Regions from separate parts of the Mus musculus genome. Here regions 1 and 3 are each linked to region 2. Evidence: chromatin contacts called from public Hi-C and HiChIP or PLAC-seq data. All regions are on one chromosome and are shown on one strand. Each heading gives the region's core, a stretch centred on a gene start, on an enhancer-like site or on the middle of the called end of the contact. The rest is flanking DNA. Distances are from core to core; before and after follow the strand shown.

Region 1 (2,973 bases), core at 413-2,912, 390 kb after region 2:
CCTATCCCAAATCAGACAGGGGACTAATATCATATATATATATAAAGAACTCAAGAAGGTGGACTCCATAAAATCAAATAACCCCATTAAAAAATGGGGCTCAGAACTGAACAAAGAATTCTCACCCGAGGAATACCGAATGGCAGAGAAGCACCTGAAAAAATGTTCAACATCCTTAATCATCAGGGAAATGCAAATCAAAACAACCCTGAGATTCCAACTCACACCAGTCAGAATGGCTAAGATGAAAAATTCAGGTGACAGCAGATGCTGGAGAGGATGTGGAGAAAGAGGAACGCTCCTACATTGTTGGTGGGATTGCAAGCTTGTACAACCACTCTGGAAATCAGTCTGGCAGTTCCTCAGAAAATTGGACATAGTACTACTGGAAGATCCAGCAATACCTCTCCTGGGCATATATCCAGAAGATGCCCCAACCTGTAAGAAGGACACATGCTCCACTATGTTCATAGCAGCCTTATTTATAATAGCCAGAAGCTGGAAAGAACCCAGATGCCCCTCAACAGAGGAATGAATACAGAAAATGTGGTACATTTACACAATGGAGTACTACTCAGCTATTAAAAAGAATGAATTTATGAAATTCCTAGGCAAATGGATGGACCTGGAGAGCATCATCCTGAGTGAGGTAACCCAATCACAAAGGAACTCTCACAATATGTACTCACTGATAAATGGATATTAGCCCAGAAACTTAGGATACCCAAGATATAAGATACAATTTGCTAAACACATTAAACTCAAGAGAACGAAGACCAAAGTGTGGACACTTTGCCCCTTCTTAGAATAGGAAACAAAACACTCATGGAAGGAGTTACAGAGACAAAATTTGGAAGTGTGACGAAAGGATGGACCATCTAGTGATTGCCATATCCAGAGATCCATCCCATGATCAGCTTCCAAACGCTGACACCATTGCATACACTAGCAAGATTTTGCTGTAAGGACCCAGATATAGCTGTCTCTTGTGAGACTATGCTGGGGCCTAGCAAACACAGAAGTGGATGCTCACAGTCAGCTATTGAATGGATCACAGGGCCCCCCAATGGAGGAGCTAGAGAAAGCACCCAAGGAACTAAAGGGAACTGCAACCCTATAGGTGGAACAACAATATGAACTAAGCAGTACCCCGGAGCTCTTGACTCTAGCTGCATATGTATCAAAAGATGGCCTAGTCGGCCATCACTGGAAAGAGAGGCCCATTGGACTTGCAAACTTTATATGCCCCAGTACAGGGGAACACCAGGGCCAAAAGGGGGAGTGGGTGGGTAGGGGAGTTGGGGGGGGGAATGGGTATGGGGGACTTTTGGTATAGCATTGGAAATGTAAATGAGCTAAATACCTAATTAAAAAATGGAAAAAAAAAAAAGAAAGTTACTGTGAGATGAGTCAGGGCCAAGTCAACACAAAGCTGACACAAATGATGCTGCTTTAGGAGTCAGTGAAGGAAATGGTTAAAAATGCTTGCAAATGACACAATGTCTTCTAAGGAGCAAGAGTATCATACCTTACCGCCTGAAGCTACTCAATTACCGCTCATATCCTTTAAGGCATATTTATAAATGAAACAACTGAAAGAGGAAATGTTATACGTTTGATCTTCCCATAGTTCAAATGTTTTTCATAACCTCCAGAAGAGAAAAGCCACCAACTGAAAACCCTCAGCTCAGAAGCAGGAAGTGCTCGAGTTACTGTCTTTCCTGAGCTGTGTGGGGTTGGTTTTTTCTTTCCTAGTTCCCTCGGTGGGGTCCAGCAGCCAAACTTTTTACACGGCTGACTCTAATCAGAATGGTTTTTAAAAATTAGGCAGAGAGTGATTATTGCAATACACAAGATAATTGCATTGTCGAGTTTCAGTTTTATACATCATCATTCAGGAGACAAGTAAAAGCTGTTTACTACAAACAAGCAATGACTAAATGGTCGCCAAGACATTGCGAGTGGTGCTCTGCTGACACCCAGTGGAATAAACATAGACATAGACTCCCAGCGCTGCTGGAGAAGTCATTGCTGTCACCTTCTACCCAACAGAGTCACATAGACACACTTAGTGTCAATTCAGTTACTTAAAAGAAATTGAAAAACAGAATCCATTGAATTTCAAACAATACTTCACCAAAGTCCCTGCTAAGGACAATGAAAATTAGCTTACTCAAAAGCAAACAGTAGATTTTATTTTTATCAAAATTCTAAATTAAAAACTCATTTACTAAAATAAAACAGTCCTTCACTTTCCACATTCTGTCATCCATTTTTTTTTCAATGAACATTTGTTCCTTTTATTCACAAAACATAAGACTTACCCTTTTGTTGAATCCCTTTTCTTTATGATTTTACACAAAGAACCTTGAGATATATCAATTATAAAACATGTCAAAAAGGAAACATCTTCAAAATTTACAAACAGGTACTTTATACAAGAGTTCTCTATAAAATTCATCAATGTAAAAAAGACACTGAACTAAATTAAGTGTAAGACATGTTCAGTTGTCATTAGGATTATTTCTGTGTTGTTGGAGACTTTTCTCTCCTCCGGTCCTGACTTCTCTTTGACTCTCTAGACTGTTCAGGGCGTCTGCTAGGCTTTTCCCAGCGTCTCTCTGCACCGTTCTGACACCTGGCGTCGTCTCCCTTGTGACCAGAATGCCTTCTACTCCTCTCCCTTGACTTGGAACGATCTTTTCTTCTAACATTATCACTGTCCTGATTTCGGCTTCTTTGCTTCTCATTTTCAGAGAAAGAATCTCTTCTCTCTCTGCTTCTTCTTTGGTTCGCCATGCCTGTCTTCTGGCTCTCTGTGTGAGCCTTGTTCTCGGCCATTGCCAACTCTGCTGTGACTATTCTCATGGCTTCTGTCATCTATGTGCTTTGCTAGGGAATCTCTCCAGTCTGCATCTCGTGAGTTCTGAGCTCTGTGTCTTTCAGACCTTGCTCTCTCAGTCCTCCCTTCCT
Region 2 (2,998 bases), core at 495-2,994:
GTGAAACTTCTTGGCCAACTCCCTCCATTCCGTTCTGGGATTCTGTTAGCTTGAGCAGGTGCAGGTCTTCTCCATGCTGTCACAATCAGTTCATATGGCGATCTGTCTTGTTTGCTGATCGTCATTCACCTTTTCTGGCTCTTACAGTTTTCCTGCCTGCTATTTCTTGCAAACCCCTCTTAATGGTAGGGTTGAGATATAAATACTCCATTCAAGGTTGAGTTTCCCAGTCTCTCATTCTCTGCTTGTTGACTAATAGTGAGTCTGTATAATAATAGTCATTAATTGCAAAGCGAGTTCTCCTGCTGAGGACTGAGAGATACACTACTATATGGTTATAAAGATAAGAACTTGGGAGGGGGTTACAGTTTATTACTGTGTCCATTTAGCCTAATAATCATATTATTTTCTAGATAGTCATGACATTTTGACTTAGTTTGGTACCAGGCAGGAGTTTGCCACTACTGTACCAGTGGGCATGCTTTGCCAGGACAATCATTCTTGTAGCTCACAGGTTTCACAGCTGGTAAGGTTGATAATTTCCTTTCTCTTATGCTGCTGTGATTCCCAGAGCTAAGAAAGCTAGACAGTTGGCATGAAGTCAGCATCAGTTTGGTTTCTCTGTGTTCTGTCACTCAGGCACGTGTGATCTTCATCAGCAGGGTTTTACCATCATATCTGGAGGGTAATCAAGAGCAATGACAATGGGCTGTTAAAGTCTTTGGTACAATCCTTTGAGATCCCACTAACTTTTCTACTGGATTTGTCTTAACACAGCGTAGGCTATCTTGGGCCAGGTTCAGCTGTACCATTAAAACCTTAGACTATCACATCTCTATCAATGACTATATTGTATGTGAAGCAAATTGGTAAATTGTAATAATAATTTTACTGTAAAGATTTAAGTTTTGTCAAAAAAGTAATGATGATAAAAGAAAAAACATCATGTTTTGAGACATTTACATTAACATTTCCCCTCTATAATAGATTTTTTTTAAGACTGTGAAAAAGGAATTCTAACCTGTGAAGGATGAGGATAATGTTTATCTTTTGTGTTGACAGAGTAGAAATGGCTTGTCTGATGTACTACAAGAAGGGAATGCATGTGCTAGTTAAGGCATAACTGATCTTTGCAAAGCTTCAGTTTAGGATATTAAAGCATCAAGATATGTGTGGGAAAAGGAGCTTCTGTTGGCAGCTCTGTAGTGACTGGGTAAATAAACAAAGAAAAAGAATATGGCTTTGTGCCTAAAATAACTCAGGATATTTAAGAAGCAGAGGAATAGAAGTTGGAGGCTATTTTTTTCCCTTAGAGTGAACATACTCTTTCAATATTAGGATTAGGCAACTCAACTAAGAATTAACTTATAACAAAAAACAAATGTAAAGTGTATATATACATATATATGTATGTATATATACACACACACATATGTGAATAAGAATAAGCAGTATATGTGAAAAAATAAGCAAGCTTTCAGGTAGCACGCAAACATTTGCATTTTAGTGTTCTGACAAATTATACTGATTAACATATATACATATGCATATATGTATCTATATGGGCAGCTAAGGGCGGGGTCTTTTTCAAAATTCACGAACTTTATAAAGACGGAAAAGGTTATTTCAGAAGCAAACACATGGCTGGTTTGAAAATTAAAATCAGAAGGGTACATTATATAATGTAGTGACTGGCTAGCCAGCTGTGTTTTAAGTAACTTCTGCTTTTATTTATTTTTTTTTATTTAGCACTGAGAGTCAAATCTGTGTCTTGCACAAGCTTGTCTTGCAAGCTCTCTATTACTTACCTAATCTCTTCAACCCTAGACATCCGGGTTTTAAAACATATCTGCATTTGAGGACGCTTTTTGTTTCTCAAAGTTCTTTCTGGGATGAAATAAATTGAAAATTTGATGGTTGCTGAGGCAAGTGAGGAGAGTATTTAGAAACAGGATTGTATTGTTCTACTTGTACTTAAGGAAGACTGCTTTGAAAGAACCAAATTTTCCAGCCCTTTTAACTTTGAGAAGGGAAAAGGAATCATTCATAAACAATCCTTGAGACTGTAAGCCAAAAGGGGAAAATGTGCAGGAGTCTTCCCAGTGCCGTTGTGATTACAGACTCCGTTGAGAGTAAATGGTAGCTTCTTCAAACCTGATGAGTGTCTTTCAAACAAGCCACAGGACACGTGGGGATTGTACTCAGGAAGAGCCTTCACTGCTTCGCTGAACCCCCTTCACTGACTTGCTCTATCCCCAAATTTGAAAGAAAACTACTTACTGTGTTTCATAGTGGCTCATTCAGTTGCCAGTAAGTTAAGATCAGAAAGATCACTTGCTTAAGAGTACTAGTTGATTAATATGGAATGCATTTTAATAAAAACATGCATTTAAATGGGTTAGATGTAAACAAACACTTGCAGGATAATCAGTCAGAAGAAGTGTGAGAAGAATCAATGTCATAAAAAGGGATACAAGTCAGTGTACTTCCCCTGGAATCATCTTAACAACTGCATCTACCAATATGAGACACAATCTAGGTTGACTTTCAGTTATGTTGCCATGGTGCTATCTAGTTACCCACCCATGGTCCATCTATGACTAACCTAAAAGATCCAGGGCAAAAGGAGCGATTGCTCCATTGCCCCAGTCCATTGCTTGTGACCATTGTCAGGGACACTCAGAGAAGTGCTTGTAAGAGCAGGTGACAGCCATGAGTTAAATGACCCCATAGACTGGATACGGTTGAGTCTTGTGGAGAGAACAAGTGTCCACTAAGAGATGGATGATTATCACACAAACTTGCTTCTGTAATCTGGACAGAGACAGGGGTTGATCTGCCTGCTCCACTGAATGAGGCACTCAAGTGGAAAGCGCAGCCTTTTCCCTCGGAGCATGTTTTCCAGATCACTAAGGACGGCGCGATGACGGAAAGCTAGAAAGTGGAGCTATTCGCAGACTAATTCTTTGGTTATTGCCGCCAAGATGACTTGGCAACT
Region 3 (3,078 bases), core at 69-2,568, 290 kb after region 2:
TGGCAAAGAAGTAAAGGTATCACTATTTGCAGATGATATGATAGTGTATACATAAGCGATCCCAAAATTCTGCCAGAGTACTTCTACAGCTGATATACAACTTCAATAAAGTTGCTGAATATAAAATTAACTCAAATAAATCAGTAGCCTTCCTTCCTTTATATAAATGATACACAGGCAGAGAAAGAAATTAAGGAAACAACTCCCTTCACAATAGCCACAAATAATGTAAAATATCTTGGGGTAACTCTAACCAAAAAAAGTGAAAGATATGTATAACAATAACTTCAAGTCTCTGAAGAAAGAAACTGAAGAAAATCTCAGAAAATGAAGAGCTCTCCCATGCTCAAGGATTGGCAGAATTAACATAAAGAAAATGGCCATCCTACCAAAGGCAATCTGCAGATTCAATGCAATCCCCATCAAAATACCAGCACAATTCTTCAAAGACATGGAAAGAACAATTCTCAAATTCATTTGGAAAGGCAAAAAAACCCAAAATAGTGAAAACAATTCTCAACAATAAAAGAACTGGAAAAAAGAAAAAGAAAAAGAAAAAAAAAAAAACAATAAAAGAACTGTTGGGGGAATCCCCATCCCTGATCTCAAGCTCTACTACAAAGCAATAGTGATAAAACCTGCATGGTGTTGGTACATAGACAGACACATTGATCAATGGAATAAAATTGAAGACCCAGAAGTAAAACCACACACTTACGGACACTTGATCTTTGACAAAGAAGCCAAAAATATACCACAGGAAAATGAAAACACCTTCAATTAATGGTGCTGGTCTAACTGGCAGTCTGTATGTAGAAAAATGAAAATAGATCCGTGTTTGTCATCTTTCATAAAGCTCAAGTCCAAGTGGATCAAGCACCTTAAAATAAATGGTTCTTAATTAGCTTATTAATTTCATTAACAGTGAAACTTACATGGTTTTGTCAGTTAATGATTTGAAAATAAAACAATTCCTCTTTTTAGGACAAATTCCCAAAAAGTATTTTTCTGCTAATGAGAACCTAAAACTACCAAACTGAGAAGAAAGGCAAATGAATATTTTTTTCATACTACAAGTATTTTTAAAAATCAGTATTCTTGAAATCTAATAGAGCACTTTGCAGAAACAAAAATACACAAAATGTTACTATAACTATACAAATATTAAAATGACTTTATCAGTGCAGTAATAACCAGAATCATTTGTCACTTTTCATACCAAGTAAACCATGAGAACAAAGATGTGTGGGAGCGTGTCCTCAAAGGAAGTGCCTCTGTCTGCAGGCTGTTTGTAATCAACTACCTACCAGTTCACTAGCCTTTGGGTAGTGCAGGAACACTCACTGACTCACTGACTTATGGAGAAGTAGCTCATAGAGACAGACTCTGAATAACCAAAGCAAGAGTCAGAATGGATGGTTTCTATTCCCCTAATAAACACTGACTGTTCTTTGGCCATAGAAACAAGTAGCCCTTGATCCAAGCAATCAATGACAGCCTCACACCAGTACACAGTCTTTTGTGCTTTGTTCAGTGACACTGGTGTCTTCTCAAGCTCAGCTTTCCTGAAAACAGTAAAATCAACTTTCTGTTTGAGGTTCTGAATGGTGGTTGTGCCTTTAAACAGGTGGCATGTATTAAGTTAAAGGAAAGAAGAGTGTATTGGTTTTTTTTTTTTTAAATATAAGAAACCTTAAGAAATGTACCTTGTAGAATGAAAAGGAGTTTCTAGAATGGAAATCATGGTTCTGCTTTTAATTTTAAGTCAGCATAATGAGCAGAAAAGAAAATGAATGTAGTGTAAAATTGAATTTGCTATTTAAGTAAGCACAGAAGCAAATGATAAAAACTAAAGAATTATACAATGAGGTAAATTAGTGTTTAAAAAGCCAGAACTTCTGGATATTCTATAGCCAGTCTTTTCTTTTCTTTTTTTTTTTAAATTGAAAATAGATTTTTCTTCTCAATAACAGATCTGGATCATGGTTCCTTCTCCCTCTGCTCTTCCCCGTGCCTCCCCACCTCCATCCCCACCTAGATCCCTCCCCTCTTTGTCTCTATTAGAAAATGAACAACAGGCTTTTGAGGCATAAAAACCTAATAAAATGTAATGAGATTTTAAAAACCTAACACATCAGAATAGTACACAACAAACAAACAGAAGGAAAAAAAAACAAGAAAAGGTACAAGAAACATAGAAGCAGAGACACACTTGTTCACACACTCAGACATCCCATAAAAACACAAAGCTATAAGACATTTTTATGTGTGATATAATTGTGTGTGTGTGTGTGTGTGTGTGTGTGTGTGTGTGTTTAAGTATTGACATGAGACTATGAGATGAAGAGCCTCCAAAGATGTCACTGAGTTTCTTTTTCTGTTGGTCATTGTACTGGCTAGTTTTGTGTCAACTTGACACAGCTGGAGTTATCACAGAGAAAGGAGCTTCAGTTGAGGAAATGCCTCCATGAGATCCAACTGTAAGGCATTTTCTCAATTAGTGATCAAGGGGGAAACGCCCCTTGTGGGTGGGACCATCTCTGGGCTGGTAGTCTTGGTTCTATAAGAGAGCAGGCTTAGCAAGCCAGTAAAGAACATCCCTCCATGGCCTCTGCATCAGCTCCCGCTCCCTGACTTGCTTGAGTTCCAGTCCTGACTTCTTTCAGAGATGAACAGCAATGTGGAAGTGTAAGCCGAATAAACCCTTTCCTCCCCAATTTGCTTCTTGGTCATGATGTTTGTGCAGGAATAGAAACCCTGAATAAGACAGTCATCTACTGCTGCACACAACAGCTTACCCTTAAGAGTAGTTGGTTTCCTCAGTGAGATCCTTATGGCAGCAACTGAATTTTCATTTGCAAAGGGTTATCAATTAGAGACAGCTTTGGTTCAGGGATGGGTCCATGTGTTCACTTCTCCTTTTGGCACAGAAGAGAGAGAATTTCGGTCTTATTAGTAAAGAGCTGACAGGATAAACACTAGTCAAAGACATTCATTAATTCCCAGCTCATTAATAACAAAGGAAAAGCTCCAAGAATGTAGTCATGATATAAACCAAGACTTTCTCTTTAACTTTAC

The links. Hi-C and Micro-C count contacts between places; a contact is called where the count stands out from the background. HiChIP or PLAC-seq counts read pairs in DNA pulled down with a chosen protein or histone mark.
Region 1: a contact with region 2 is called in an H3K4me3 HiChIP or PLAC-seq map of bone marrow-derived macrophages, with 4 times the contacts expected there. The contact joins two enhancer-like sites. A contact is called at or near these places in 1 of 484 Hi-C or Micro-C datasets (bone marrow-derived macrophages) and 1 of 115 datasets of contacts at active chromatin or transcription factors (bone marrow-derived macrophages).
Region 3: a contact with region 2 is called in a Hi-C map of bone marrow-derived macrophages, with 19 read pairs. The contact joins two enhancer-like sites. A contact is called at or near these places in 1 of 15 datasets of contacts at CTCF or cohesin (the NIH/3T3 cell line), 1 of 484 Hi-C or Micro-C datasets (bone marrow-derived macrophages), 1 of 115 datasets of contacts at active chromatin or transcription factors (large pre-B cells) and 2 of 9 other capture datasets (adipose tissue and pancreatic islet).

What each region holds. Positions count from the first base shown.
Region 1 is chr2:83,992,825-83,995,797 of GRCm38.p6, reverse strand. It overlaps the pseudogene Gm13691. Among named protein-coding and RNA genes, the nearest start is that of Zswim2, 53 kb to the right of the region's middle. Within about 2 kb of position 1,662, at least 119 of the 459 cell types and tissues checked have an H3K27ac peak or open chromatin away from gene starts, as enhancers often do. A contact at or near this core is called in bone marrow-derived macrophages, where this site is marked.
Region 2 is chr2:84,380,952-84,383,949 of GRCm38.p6, reverse strand. All of the region lies in intron 2 of Calcrl (calcitonin receptor-like), which reads left to right. Among named protein-coding and RNA genes, the nearest start is that of Calcrl, 43 kb to the left of the region's middle. Within about 2 kb of position 1,744, at least 28 of the 459 cell types and tissues checked have an H3K27ac peak or open chromatin away from gene starts, as enhancers often do. A contact at or near this core is called in bone marrow-derived macrophages, where this site is marked.
Region 3 is chr2:84,093,246-84,096,323 of GRCm38.p6, reverse strand. No RefSeq gene overlaps it. Among named protein-coding and RNA genes, the nearest start is that of Zswim2, 150 kb to the right of the region's middle. Within about 2 kb of position 1,318, at least 16 of the 459 cell types and tissues checked have an H3K27ac peak or open chromatin away from gene starts, as enhancers often do. A contact at or near this core is called in bone marrow-derived macrophages, where this site is marked.